Regions from separate parts of the Mus musculus genome. Here all the other regions are linked to region 1. A link is a contact called in public Hi-C and HiChIP or PLAC-seq data. All regions are on one chromosome and are shown on one strand. The core of a region is the stretch at or near the end of the contact, and the rest is flanking DNA. Distances in the headings are between cores, read along the strand shown.

The links. Hi-C and Micro-C count contacts between places; a contact is called where the count stands out from the background. HiChIP or PLAC-seq counts read pairs in DNA pulled down with a chosen protein or histone mark.
Region 2: a contact with region 1 is called in an H3K27ac HiChIP or PLAC-seq map of hepatocytes, with 11 times the contacts expected there. The contact joins two enhancer-like sites.
Region 3: a contact with region 1 is called in a Hi-C map of uterus. The contact joins two enhancer-like sites. A contact is called at or near these places in 2 of 484 Hi-C or Micro-C datasets (myocytes and uterus).
Region 4: a contact with region 1 is called in a FOXA1 HiChIP or PLAC-seq map of pancreatic cancer cells. The contact joins two enhancer-like sites. A contact is called at or near these places in 1 of 115 datasets of contacts at active chromatin or transcription factors (pancreatic cancer cells) and 1 of 9 other capture datasets (embryonic stem cells).

What each region holds. Positions count from the first base shown.
Region 1 is chr14:46,702,993-46,705,915 of GRCm38.p6, forward strand. No RefSeq gene overlaps it. Among named protein-coding and RNA genes, the nearest start is that of D330046F09Rik, 31 kb to the left of the region's middle. Within about 2 kb of position 1,384, at least 79 of the 459 cell types and tissues checked have an H3K27ac peak or open chromatin away from gene starts, as enhancers often do. A contact at or near this core is called in hepatocytes, pancreatic cancer cells and uterus, where this site is marked.
Region 2 is chr14:46,201,475-46,204,397 of GRCm38.p6, forward strand. No RefSeq gene overlaps it. Among named protein-coding and RNA genes, the nearest start is that of Gm34499, 18 kb to the right of the region's middle. Within about 2 kb of position 1,562, at least 3 of the 459 cell types and tissues checked have an H3K27ac peak or open chromatin away from gene starts, as enhancers often do. A contact at or near this core is called in hepatocytes, where this site is marked.
Region 3 is chr14:46,238,839-46,241,761 of GRCm38.p6, forward strand. No RefSeq gene overlaps it. Among named protein-coding and RNA genes, the nearest start is that of Gm34499, 19 kb to the left of the region's middle. Within about 2 kb of position 1,378, at least 11 of the 459 cell types and tissues checked have an H3K27ac peak or open chromatin away from gene starts, as enhancers often do. A contact at or near this core is called in uterus, where this site is marked.
Region 4 is chr14:46,276,221-46,279,143 of GRCm38.p6, forward strand. No RefSeq gene overlaps it. Among named protein-coding and RNA genes, the nearest start is that of Gm34499, 57 kb to the left of the region's middle. Within about 2 kb of position 1,396, at least 19 of the 459 cell types and tissues checked have an H3K27ac peak or open chromatin away from gene starts, as enhancers often do. A contact at or near this core is called in pancreatic cancer cells, where this site is marked.

The DNA.
Region 1 (2,923 bases), core at 134-2,633:
CTCCTGGTTCTAAGCCACACTGCAACCCTACCAGCCTGGGCATGCTCTCCCAGGGGAAAGCCAGAGAGCTGGCCTCTGGATCCCGAAGCAGGCACACCACCAGCCTCTTCCGAAGATTCGATCTGGGAGTCAAGCACACCGGACGCCTGAGATTTCACCATAGACCGATGGGACTGAAAAAAGTGCTGGCCCTGGCTTTCCATTCTTTGATCACCCCTACTGGCCAAGGGAGGCTCCTGCTGTGGGCACCTGATTGCTTCCCTTGTAGGGTCTGCTATGCTTAGGGCCACCCAGCTCCCCCAACAAGAATCAGAACACCCTGAAACAGGTGTCCGCTCTGTCAGAATCCTCCACCTGGTGGACGCGGCCAGAAAGTGCTTGCCCTGCAAGCGTGAGACCCTGCTGCTGTGTTCAGTCTCTAGTACCCACACAAAGGTGAAGAAAGGCTGGGATGGCCGTGAGTGCGGGAAAGGTGGACTTCTGTGGCTCACTGGCTGGTCAACCAGCCTACTTGACAAGTTCCAGGCCAGTGAAAGAACCTGTCTTGAAGAGGAAAAAAGAAAGGAGGGGACAGCACCTGAGGGTGTCCCCGCCCACCATACGCAATGTGTGGCCACATTAATATACACACTCCAAGAAAAAAAAATGTGACAGGCACAGTGACGTCCTGATACACTGGCCTCTCTCTCTCTCTCTCTCTCTCTCTCTCTCTCTCTCTCTCTCTCTCTCTCTCTCTTTGTTTTTTTGTTTGGTTGTTGTTGTTGTTGTTGTTGTTTCGAGACAGGGTTTCTCTGTATAGCCCTGGCTGTCCTGGAACTCACTCTGTAGACCAGGCTGGCCTCGAACTCAGAAATCCGCCTGCCTCTGCCTCCCCAGTGCTGGGACTAAGGGTTTGCACCACCACGCCCAGCTCATACAGTCCGACTGGTTTGGACCATATACTAAAATTCCAGAGACCGAAAAATGCACAACTGTCCAAAGCTGTCTTTCTACCCAGAAAAACGTACTTCCAAGAAAAGAGGAGAAAGCAAGAGAAACGTAGTTACGTGTCTTGTATTGATATTAACCAAAGTCAGTCTACTTCTGCTCGAAGGGAAGTGGGCCACAGAAAACCTTCATTTCACTCCCAACAGTTGAGGCTGATCAGCAGGCAGATTGAAAATTGAAGACCAGCCTGGATGTGGGGGTCAGGGAGCAGGCTGGAGTGGGGGGCTGGGGGGGGTGTACTCCTAGAAAAGAGACTCAAATGTTTAGAGATGAACACACAGCTGATCTCCAGCCCCAGTGCAGACACTGACCACAGACGTGGTACTTTCTGAGAGACCAGAAGCTCCAGGAGGATCTGACACAGGAGCTTGGCTAGGGAGCCTTTGCGCTTGCGCAAACTCTGTTGTTTAAATAGTGTCTCTTAGTCACCACTCCTGCGCTGGGTGCCAGGATTTAACAGCCCAGTGCGATCCTATCGCAAATTTCCTGGCCCTCCTCACTTTACCTCCGAAACCTGTTTTGGTGACTGATGCAGCCTTATCGGCCCCTTCTACCCTTCCGATTGTGGATCGGATCTCCTGCCCAGCATTCCTGTCTTCAGACTGGCTGGCTGGAGGCATTTCCCTTCCCTGCTCAACAAACTTGTTTTCTGGAGCCTGGAGGACAGGAGTGGGGGCAGGGAGGAGGAAGAGTAAGCTTTGTTGGTTTGTTTCTAACACAGGCTAAGATCATTGCTTTCTGGGAAGTTTCTAGATGTTTCTGGGTATCAAACTGTTTGTTTTCCAAGGTGAGTGTCCCGAAGTTAAGGTAATGTCAGCTGAATTATACAAAACAACTCTACCTCCCTAGAGAGAGCAGCCACCAAGAGAAACACGGTCCTTGCCTTTGAGCTTGTTGAGTAGGCAGGAAAGACAGCAGAAGTCTGCCAAACACACTTTGTTCTGTTTTCTTCAATTTCCCCCCCATCCAAAGCTTACTGGTTATGAAATATTAACCAGTAAGGTTATATAGTTTCCCCTTTAATCTCAGAAGCCAATTTCTGAGAACTACATTTTTTTTCTTGTGGTGGTGGTCTCAAACTTGTGACCCTCCCGTGCCAGCCTCCTGAATCATTCACCGCATCTCTCTACTCCACGTCACGGTAATCACAGTTATAAGGGGGTATAAATTAGGGGTATAAGACGCTGAGACATGGCGTTTCCTCTAGGCAAAACTAATCTGACACATATACCAGATTTACCTGGAGGATTCTATCCCCGCTCTCCTCGGCAAGCAATTAAAACTCTGTTCTTCCACAGTCTGTAAAAACAGACTTGTAAGCAAGTGCAGATTCAGATCGCTGGATCACAATGGAGTCGATCCACAGATACATAACATCTAATAAAAAAAAAAAGTGACTACAGACCCTAAAGGACATGCACCTCCCCTGTTTGTTTAGTGGTTTGCTCCTCTTATCAGGAAAAAGAAAAAAAAGGCGTGTGAAGAATTTTGAGAGTTGAAAGATACTTGTGGGGGTGGTCTGTGGTGTGTGGTGTGTGTGTGTGTGTGTGTGTGTGTGTGTGTGTGTGTGTGTGTGTGTGTGTGTGTATACAAGCTTGCCAAGCAGGCTTCTTGCAGAATTCACTTACCAAGAGTGTAGCCTGTTGTTGTGGAATCTGGGAGGCACACACTCTGATAACTGCTCCCTCAAGAACCCCAGCCGTTACCATGTGTGAAGATGGTGAGCAACCGTTCTCATTCCCCAAGGCATGAGCCCCACGGCACCAGCAAGGAATCCCTCTCCCCGTCCGCCATGTTCATACAGCATCAACAGAAGGAGTTCCCCAGGTTGGGAAGGAACAGGACTTTGGGTCTGTGGGAAAATGGCTCTAAGGAATCACTACAAGTTTCTTCCCCTACATTTGTTTTATGCCCTATGCGCCAGGTGCCTGCAGCA
Region 2 (2,923 bases), core at 312-2,811, 500 kb before region 1:
CTTGCATATTCTAGAAAAAAAAATAATACTCAAATGCTCTATTACAAAGACACAGGGTAAGCTATCATCAAAGATAAGCTATTGTGAGATATTTATATTATTTGGATGGATAATAAATGTATTTTGCAAATTAAATCTTGTAAAATTTTAAAATGAGGACTAAATATTTTCAAGTAACTAAAGGAGTAAAATATAACATCCCAAGCTAAATAAAGAGAAAAAATATGGAAAAAACTATTTAGACATGCAAACATGCAAATGTCAAAGCCCCAGTGACACACCTGCTCCAACAAGACCACACCTCCTAATCCTTCCCAAATAGTTCCACCAACTGGGAACCAAGTATTCAAACATAGGAGCTTGTGGGAGCCATTCTCATTCCAACCACCACAGTTGCAGACAAGGGAAGAATACATGTTCTTACTGTGTCCTTCAGCACAGTACTAGAAGTTCTGGCCATTGAAGTCAAACAACAAAAGGAAATAAAAGGTACCTACGTCTAAAAGTGAGAAATCGGACTGTTCCTATTTACAGAAGACACTGTAGCCTACATGAAAAGTTTAAACACTTCTTTTTAAAAAGTGTCCATGGAAGTTGGACGGCTAAACAGGGTGGTCAGCTTGCCTGGATTCAGAATCACCACCGAACCACAGGTGGGTATGTCTCTGGGGGTGTTCTCAGAAAGGTCTTAAGGCTTTAACTGAGGGTATCAGTTTAACTGTGGCTCATATCATTCCATGGGACGGGGCTCTGGATGAAATACAAAGCTGAATTTGAGCTGAGCACCAGCATCCACTTCTCGCTGCTTCCTGAGTTTGGATTTAATGTAACCAGCCACCTCCAGCTCCTGCCACTGTGTCTCTCCTTCCGTGGTGGGATGTGCACTCACCTGTAAGCCAAACGGAACCCTTCTTCCTTAAACTGCATGCCAGGTGTTTTTTTGTTTTGTTTTGTTTTGTTTTTGTTTTTGTTTTTTTTTTTTTGACAGCAAGAGCAACTACTACAGAAGTAACACATAGTTTAGAAACTGGAGCAGGATGTAAATGTTCTGCCTTGGGTGTGGTTTGTTCTCCAAAGTTTCATGAGCTGGTAGCATGATCCCCAGCATGGTGATGGTAAGAAAACATAAAGCCTTTGAGAGACAACATCTAGGAAAAACTAATTAGATTGGAAGGCCATTGCCTCTGAAAGAGATGAACTCTGATCTTATATAAAGTGAGTTAGCTCTAAAAGAATAGGCTATTACAATATGAATGCAGACTAGAGAAATGACTACATAGCTAAGAGCCCTTTTTGCTCTTGCAGAGAACCGTGGTTCAATTCCCAGCACCCACATGGTAGCTCATAACCATCTATATCACCTGTTCTCAGGGATCTGACACTGGTTTCTGACCTCCTCAGGGACCACATGCACATGGGACATTTACATACATGCAGGGGAAACATCCACACAAGCAAAGTAAAATAAGTCATTTATTTTAGAAGAATCAAGCATGTCCTCCCTGCATGCTTGGTCAGTTAGGAACACAGACCTCTGTCCTTTGCTCCACTTGGCTGTCACCCAACAGAGTCCTCACCAACGTCAAAAGAGAAACAGAGCTGCCCGATTTTACATGTTTAGCCTCTAAAACTGTCAGCTAATTAACACCCTTTCTTCAAAATTACTCAGATTTGGAGACATTGATAAAACAAAACAAAGCGACACAAAAAGTCACTTCTGCTTCTATGAACCAGTAACAGCGTACACGAGGACAGACGAAAAGCATGGTGTTATTTGCACCTTTTCAAAATAAAGAAACCCTTAGTGAGGCCTCACAACCAAAACAGATTTTCATGCTAATGAGTGAAATTTAAAAATACCTAGGTAGTTAGAGAAACATTTAATAGTAGATAGATCTCTCAAAATCAATATATAGTAAAGATTTCAACCCCTCCCCCAAAAGTGATATATATGTTTACCATAAGCTTTATAAAAACCTTGAGGGGAGGTAGATATTTACCAAATTGTCATAAAATTTATATTCAATGTTAAGAGAAACTAAAACATGTTGAAAGAGGAGGAGGAGAGGGAGAAGAGTCGCCTTTTCTGAGTCAAGACCCACTAGTTATAGTAATCAACCTTATACAGATCAAATTCTAAAAATCTAGAAATGGCCACTGAAGTGCAGCCAACTGAGTTTCAACAAAGGTTAAAACATAGGTGGAAGAAGGGTGTTGTTTTTCATAAATGTTATAGAAGCCATTAGTCATCCATAGGTTAAAAACATATAAATTAAATAGGATATCTGAAAATTAAGTCATCAACTCAAATGATCATAAATGTAGTGTAAAACAGAAAACTAGAGGGGTTGGAGTGATGGCTCAGTGGTTAGATCACTTGTTGCCCTTCCAGAGGACCCAGGTTTGAGTCCCAGCACCTATATAGAGGCTCACAATCATTTATTATTCAAGTCCCAATGCCCTTTTCTGATCCCTGGGAGCACCAGGCATGTTCATGATACACAGATATATATTCACGCAAAACACTCATACACCTAAACTAAAACAAATAAACCATAACATGATAAAAATAAACGATACAATGATTTTTCAAAAATAGCAGAGCAGAAAGTCTTCTAAACTCAGGGCTTGAAGAACTGCATGTAGGCATAAAACATAAGCAAAATCCATTAGACCAAAGTATGTTATGCTGGACTTGATTGAAATTAAATGTTTTATTAAAAGGAGAAAAGACAGCTGGGCTGGTGGTGTACACCTCTAATCCTATCACTTGTGGGGGGGGGCATAGGCAGGTGGATCTCTGAGATTTTAAGACCAGCATGATCTACATACAGAGTGAGTTCCAGGACAGCCACCGCTACATGGAGAAACCCTGTCTCAGAAAAAAACAGAGTCAGGCTAGAGTGATAAGGAGAGAGGTGGG
Region 3 (2,923 bases), core at 128-2,627, 460 kb before region 1:
CCATATGTACCATCTCAGGCATACCATTTCTTTATGCAAATTCTCAACTGATTGCCATCAGCCATATTTTCCCCAATGTTATAGAACATTTGAGATTATTCCTATCCAATTACATCTCTGCACCTACTTTACTTCCTCTGAGGACAGTGTGTGTGTGTGTGTGTGTGTGTGTGTGTGTGTGTGTGTGTGTGTGTGTGTGCGCGTTCTCTCTCTCTCTCTCCCTCCCTCCCCACTCCTTGCCTCCTTCCCTTCCTCCCCCCCCCCTTTAGGGTCACACATATGTCCACAGTACACAGTACAGGGTGGAGAACCACAGTAGATGTTGAACCTCAACTTCTACATCATATAAGACAGAATCCATTTGCTGTTTCCCAGCCTCAAGGTTCTCCTGTGCCCACCCAGTTCCTTGCTATAGAAGCACTGGAATAACAGGTGAAGCTACTAATCTCAGCTTCTCCTTTGGGTCTGGGAGGTTTAAAATTAGGTCCTCTCACTATAACAAGGTCTTTACCCACAAAGCAATCTGCCCAGCCATGGTAGTTGACTTTAAAAAAAAAGTCATCATTTATTTTGTTGTTATCCTTCAGTATTGTCAATTTTACATGTTCTGTGACCCATTAGCAAGACTTTCAATATTTGTCCTACATACATTCTAGAACACTGTGTGTTCCTACTTCTAATAAATTAGCATCTAAATGATATACAAATTGGAAGGTAAGGCTGAAATTAAAAGTCCTGTCTCCCACACTCAGATTAAAAACATGAACTATTGGTAAAGGCAATTCTCTCTAGAATGCTAGACTGAGCAGCTAGGGAGATAGCTTAAGTGATGGCAAAGGCTCAGCTGCTTCCTGAATGTCCCCAGATTCAAGACGTAAGTTCACGTGAGATTAGGCACATTCAAGCTGGTATGGCCACAGCCACAAATACAAGTTCAAATAAGATGACCTTGTTAGATGTGAATTCAAAAAAAATTTTATTACATATTAGATACAATGTTAAACATTTATATGAGACTAAACCAGTGAATTAAATACTATAAACATTTAACTCGCCAATATCCATTATATACACTGCATATTAGCCTGCCAAAGGCTTCCTAGGGACTATGTAATGAGAAAATGGCCTCCCATCTTGTACTTGGATGACCCTACATCAGGTATTCTCAGCAAGTTTGGCTGCAGACAGGGAAGGTAAGAAGGTTTGCATGAATAGACAGCTGGATAGGGGCTGGCCCAGGAAAAATGATGATAACACAATTTTTTATTATTTCTTTTTCTTTTTCCCACAGCAAGGTCACAAGTGTGTCCTGTATTAAGAAAGATTGGGACACGCTGGTCTGAGGACAAGAACTAATTCACTCTAGCTCATTTTGTTCTATTCCCGGAACAGCAAGTGCTTACTGGAGATTATTCATCGACAAATCGGAAGTGCCGTAGGGCTGTTTACTGCTGCATCTTTCTGATCTGTTACATAACACAAGAGGATAAAATCTGGAAAACACAGAAGGTCGAACGGTCACATGATAACATCATGTGAGATACATACCGAACCCTTTGCATGAGTGTCTCATGCCTGTTGTTAAAAGGCCATTTTTTCCTAGCTCCCAGGTTTCCTTTGGTTGAAAAATTGCAATGTATAGTCAGAGTTTGAACAGTTGCCAACTAAAATTCTTGCATCAGGCTCCATGGCTGTCTGTTCCACCAAGACAAATAAGACCGGCCCCAACCCCTCACTTGAGTGCATTGTTCACGGTGCTGAGCCGTGATTTTCCATATCTGACTGTCTTTGTGTTCACCCCAGGAGGAAGGGTGAGCCTGGTTTATTGAGTTCTTATTTCTCACAAAGCGGTAACATCTGGAGGGCTGAGCAGTTTGTTGGCAGGTCCAATCTGAAGGAATTCGACCACGGTTCCGATTGGCTCTTATCAGTAGGTGTCACTAAAGACAGTTTCAGAGACAGAAAAATAAATAGGCCAATTAAGTGATGCCAAGAACAGACTATTTTACAGTCATTTCTACTCTTTTTATTGTTCTTCCAACTGTAGAAGTTTCAAGATTGTAATTATTCCCTGCTTTTCCCCCCTCCCTGCTGCAAATGAACATTTTTCCATTTTCCAAATGCCTCCAAGAGAGGGACATTTAATTAATGTATTTATTTTGTGGTGCTTGATGTAGTGGGTTAGCAAAATGGGAACAGATGAGGGCTATTAATTCTAACACTTTATTGCAGTGAAGCTACAGCCAGCTGCTCTTCTGCAAACAGACTGATGGAGGCTCTGCCAGCTCCTTTCTCTGCAGCATGAAGTGCTTCATATCCGTACAGAACAAGGACAGCCACTCATGCATCCCACCTTGGCCATGCCTTTGTGTCCTTGGAAGTTACAGAGATAGGAACTGTTGCGGGGAATATTAAAAGAGAGCAAGTTCCCTTAATATACCCAGCTACTCTCAGCCCTGGTGGTCTCCCGGCCTATTCTTATCTTGTGGAGACTCTCTGGCCTGAAAATTCTCCACCCGGCTCACTAAGTTCCCACTGGCAGGTCGCTATGATGCCAGCCCCATGCTTTAAAACCCCCATGCCTTTGTGGTGAACATCTGGCAAATCCACAATTTGCCACCATACCTTCCCTCTTGAACTGAGTCAGATGACAGTATGAAGGAAAATGCCACACAAACTTAGTTCAGAAAGAATGGTAACTCAATCGCTGGGCGCAACAACTAGAATCCTAATCATGTAAGCCACATTAAATCTAAATCCTCCAGTGGGAATCTTGGTGGATTCGCCATATAAGCCGGGAGACACTAGTAGCTACATCTTGCCCTTTCACTATCCCCATCCAAAAAGCTCCTAACTCTCTCCTACTTCCTCTCTTCCTCCATCCAACCTGGACGTCCTGCCTACTCGCCCCATAATTGGTCCC
Region 4 (2,923 bases), core at 146-2,645, 430 kb before region 1:
CAGCCTAGTCTGCACAGTAAGCTTCAGGCCAGCCTAGGCTTCATAATGAGTTCTAGGCCAGCCTAGGCTACATAGTGAATTCCAGTCCAGCCTAGGCTACATAGTGAATTCTAGTCCAGCCTAGGCTACATAGTGAATTCCAGTCCAGCCTAGTCTGCACAGTAAGCTTCAGGCCAGCCTAAGCTTCATAATGAGTTCTAGGCCAGCCTAGGCTACATAGTGAATTCCAGTCCAGCCTAGGCTACATAGTGAATTCTAGTCCAGCCTAGGCTACATAGTGAATTCCAGTCCAGCCTAGTCTGCACAGTAAGCTTCAGGCCAGCCTAGGCTTCATAATGAGTTCTAGGCCAGCCTAGGTTTCATGATAAGTTCTAGTCCAACCTAGGCTACATAGTGAGTTCCAGTCCAGCCTAGGCTACATAGTGAGTTCCAGGGCAGCCTAGGCTACAAAATGAGACTTGGTTTCAAAAATCCAAAGTATAAACAATAAATTAAAAAAATAAATTGGAGATGGGTGACAGCAATTGATATCTATATTTTAATAGAAGCTTCAGCCAGATGATATAAAAATAACCTAATTGCAATGAGAAAATGAAACATTTTACAGGGAGGAGAATGAGTTGTCTAGAAAGACTCACTGCCTAGGAGTCATAGGTGGGAGTCACATATCAGATACCCTGCATATCAATATTTATATTATAATTCATAACAGTAGCAAAATTAACAGCTATGAAGTAGCAGCAACAATGTTATGGTTGAGGTAAGGAGCTGTAAAGGGTTGCAGCACCTGGAAGGTTGACAGCCACTGAGAGTCTAAGGGAATGTCCTAAGCAGAGAGTGTGTAAGTAGACTGAAGGCTGTATCTAATTTTGGCAAAGCCTGACACTCCACCCTCCTTCCAACCCTAAACCTCCAGATTGATTTCAGGCCCTCCACTCAGGAAGGCTGGAAACTGGCATGGCAGCTGTCAGTGGGAAATTATTACTTAAACTGTAGGTGACTCCCAAGCCGTCTTTCTTCTTCTAAGATTTGGAGAATAATTATGATCCCCTTTCAGATGCTTAGCTCAAAAGGTAACAATCTCTGTACACAAGCACTCATAACATGCAACACTCACGGTATCTTGTGTTTACCTCTTTGTGGCTTTGACATTGGCAAGAACCGAAACTCTCGGTGTTCCATAGCGTTCTCTCTGTGGCCAAGCCCACCCAGACCAAAACAGTGACCCTTCACACCCAGCTTCTCTCTGGGCTCCTTGTGGAACATGGACAGATTTCTCTCTCTGCTGCAGAAGGTATAGCTTTGTAGAACATTGGTCTGATATATGTGTCTCCTGATTTCCCTGAGGGCAGGCCCTGGTCTTAAGAGAGCTTCTATCTCCAGGGCCTGTCACTGTACCTAGCATTCGGTATGTGCTGAGTAAATGTTTGCTGAATGAATGGAAAGTTGCACAATCTTCTGTTAATTCATGAACAGGCAATCAGGAAATTCCATCTTGAAGTATTCTTTCATCATAGACTGTAAAATATTGTTTAAATAAAGGATGTGGTTTATCCATGTTTAAGTTTTAGGTCAATTTTCTATGGAGTTAGTAAAATCTCATTCCAATACAAATTATTTAATCCCCTGGTGCCTTGGGTTTTCTGCCTATAAAATGAGAATGGAAGTTCTGATTTCCTTGGTTCTGCAAAGAGGGTTGCAAAGCTCAGAGTCCTTCTTACCCAAGCAGCACTCCTTGGGTCAATGCTCAACTTCCTGTCTCATTCCCAAGCTGGTTAGGAGGCTGCGATTGGACTTTAGCACTCAGAGTCTGCTGATTGTTGCTCCCAGAACAAAGGCTGAACGATGAGTCTTACTAATCATGCCACTCATTGCCTAAGAAGTGATTTTCCTCAAGGTCTCTGTCCCTCGGCGCTGAACAAAGTTGTGAGTTGTGGCCTTAGGGCAGACCTGGGCCAGCTGCAGCAATGGTGGTTACTGCTATATTTGAGGTCTCACTGGACATGTGTTATTTGTTCAAGCTAATCTTCTTTCTTGTTTAATTTTGCTTCTCAGTTAATTGAACAGTCTCTTGCTAGAAAAATTTGTCAGTGGCCTGAGAGATTAGTTGAACCAAAGGTTGTCTTTCCGGCGGTAGTCTAAGTCATAAAATCTACCAATGACCATCGGTCACTGTTCCACTTCCTACATAGTGGCCACCACAGATTGAGCACTGATTCTGCCACAGGCTTTGCAAGTGCATTGCTGTTATTGCTTTGTCATGTATCCATGGGGGTGTTGTAACTATCATCACTTTCCATGAAGAAGAGTAGGCTCGGAGACATTTCCCAACCTCTCAGTCTCACACGGCCCTGATCACTCAGAGACAGGACAGATAGTCAGATACTGCTGACTGCAGCTCAGCTTACTTACCATAACTCAAAACTTCCCTAAACATTCATAGATTTGCTCATGTGTGCTTTCTCTCGCCCCCTCCTCTTTCTCCTATCCTATACTCCAGAGATTTCTAATATGCTTTGGTCAAAAGGCTGTCACCCTCAATAAACTATATTCTTACATTCCTTCCTCAAAGGACATACATATGGGTTTTCTTGTCAATGCAAATAATTTGGGGGCAAACTCAAAACTGAAATGGAAGCAAGAATAAGCACATTCATCTTTGTGATTTCTTGTGAAATCTACTGTCCTGTTTTCCCTCCAGTGGTTCTATTGAATGGTTTTTGAGACAAACAACACTTACATCTGTGATGATTTTTCCTCTTTTCTTTTAATTGTTGCAATAAATAAGTCAAATTATCTTCAGTATCCTTTTAAAATTTTCTTGTCCTGTTTCTCACATGGCTGTGACTTTTTTGATGAGTCTTTCTAGCAGAGTAACCCTGAGAACTTATTCTGAATGGCCAGTGTATCCATAGTCAGGATT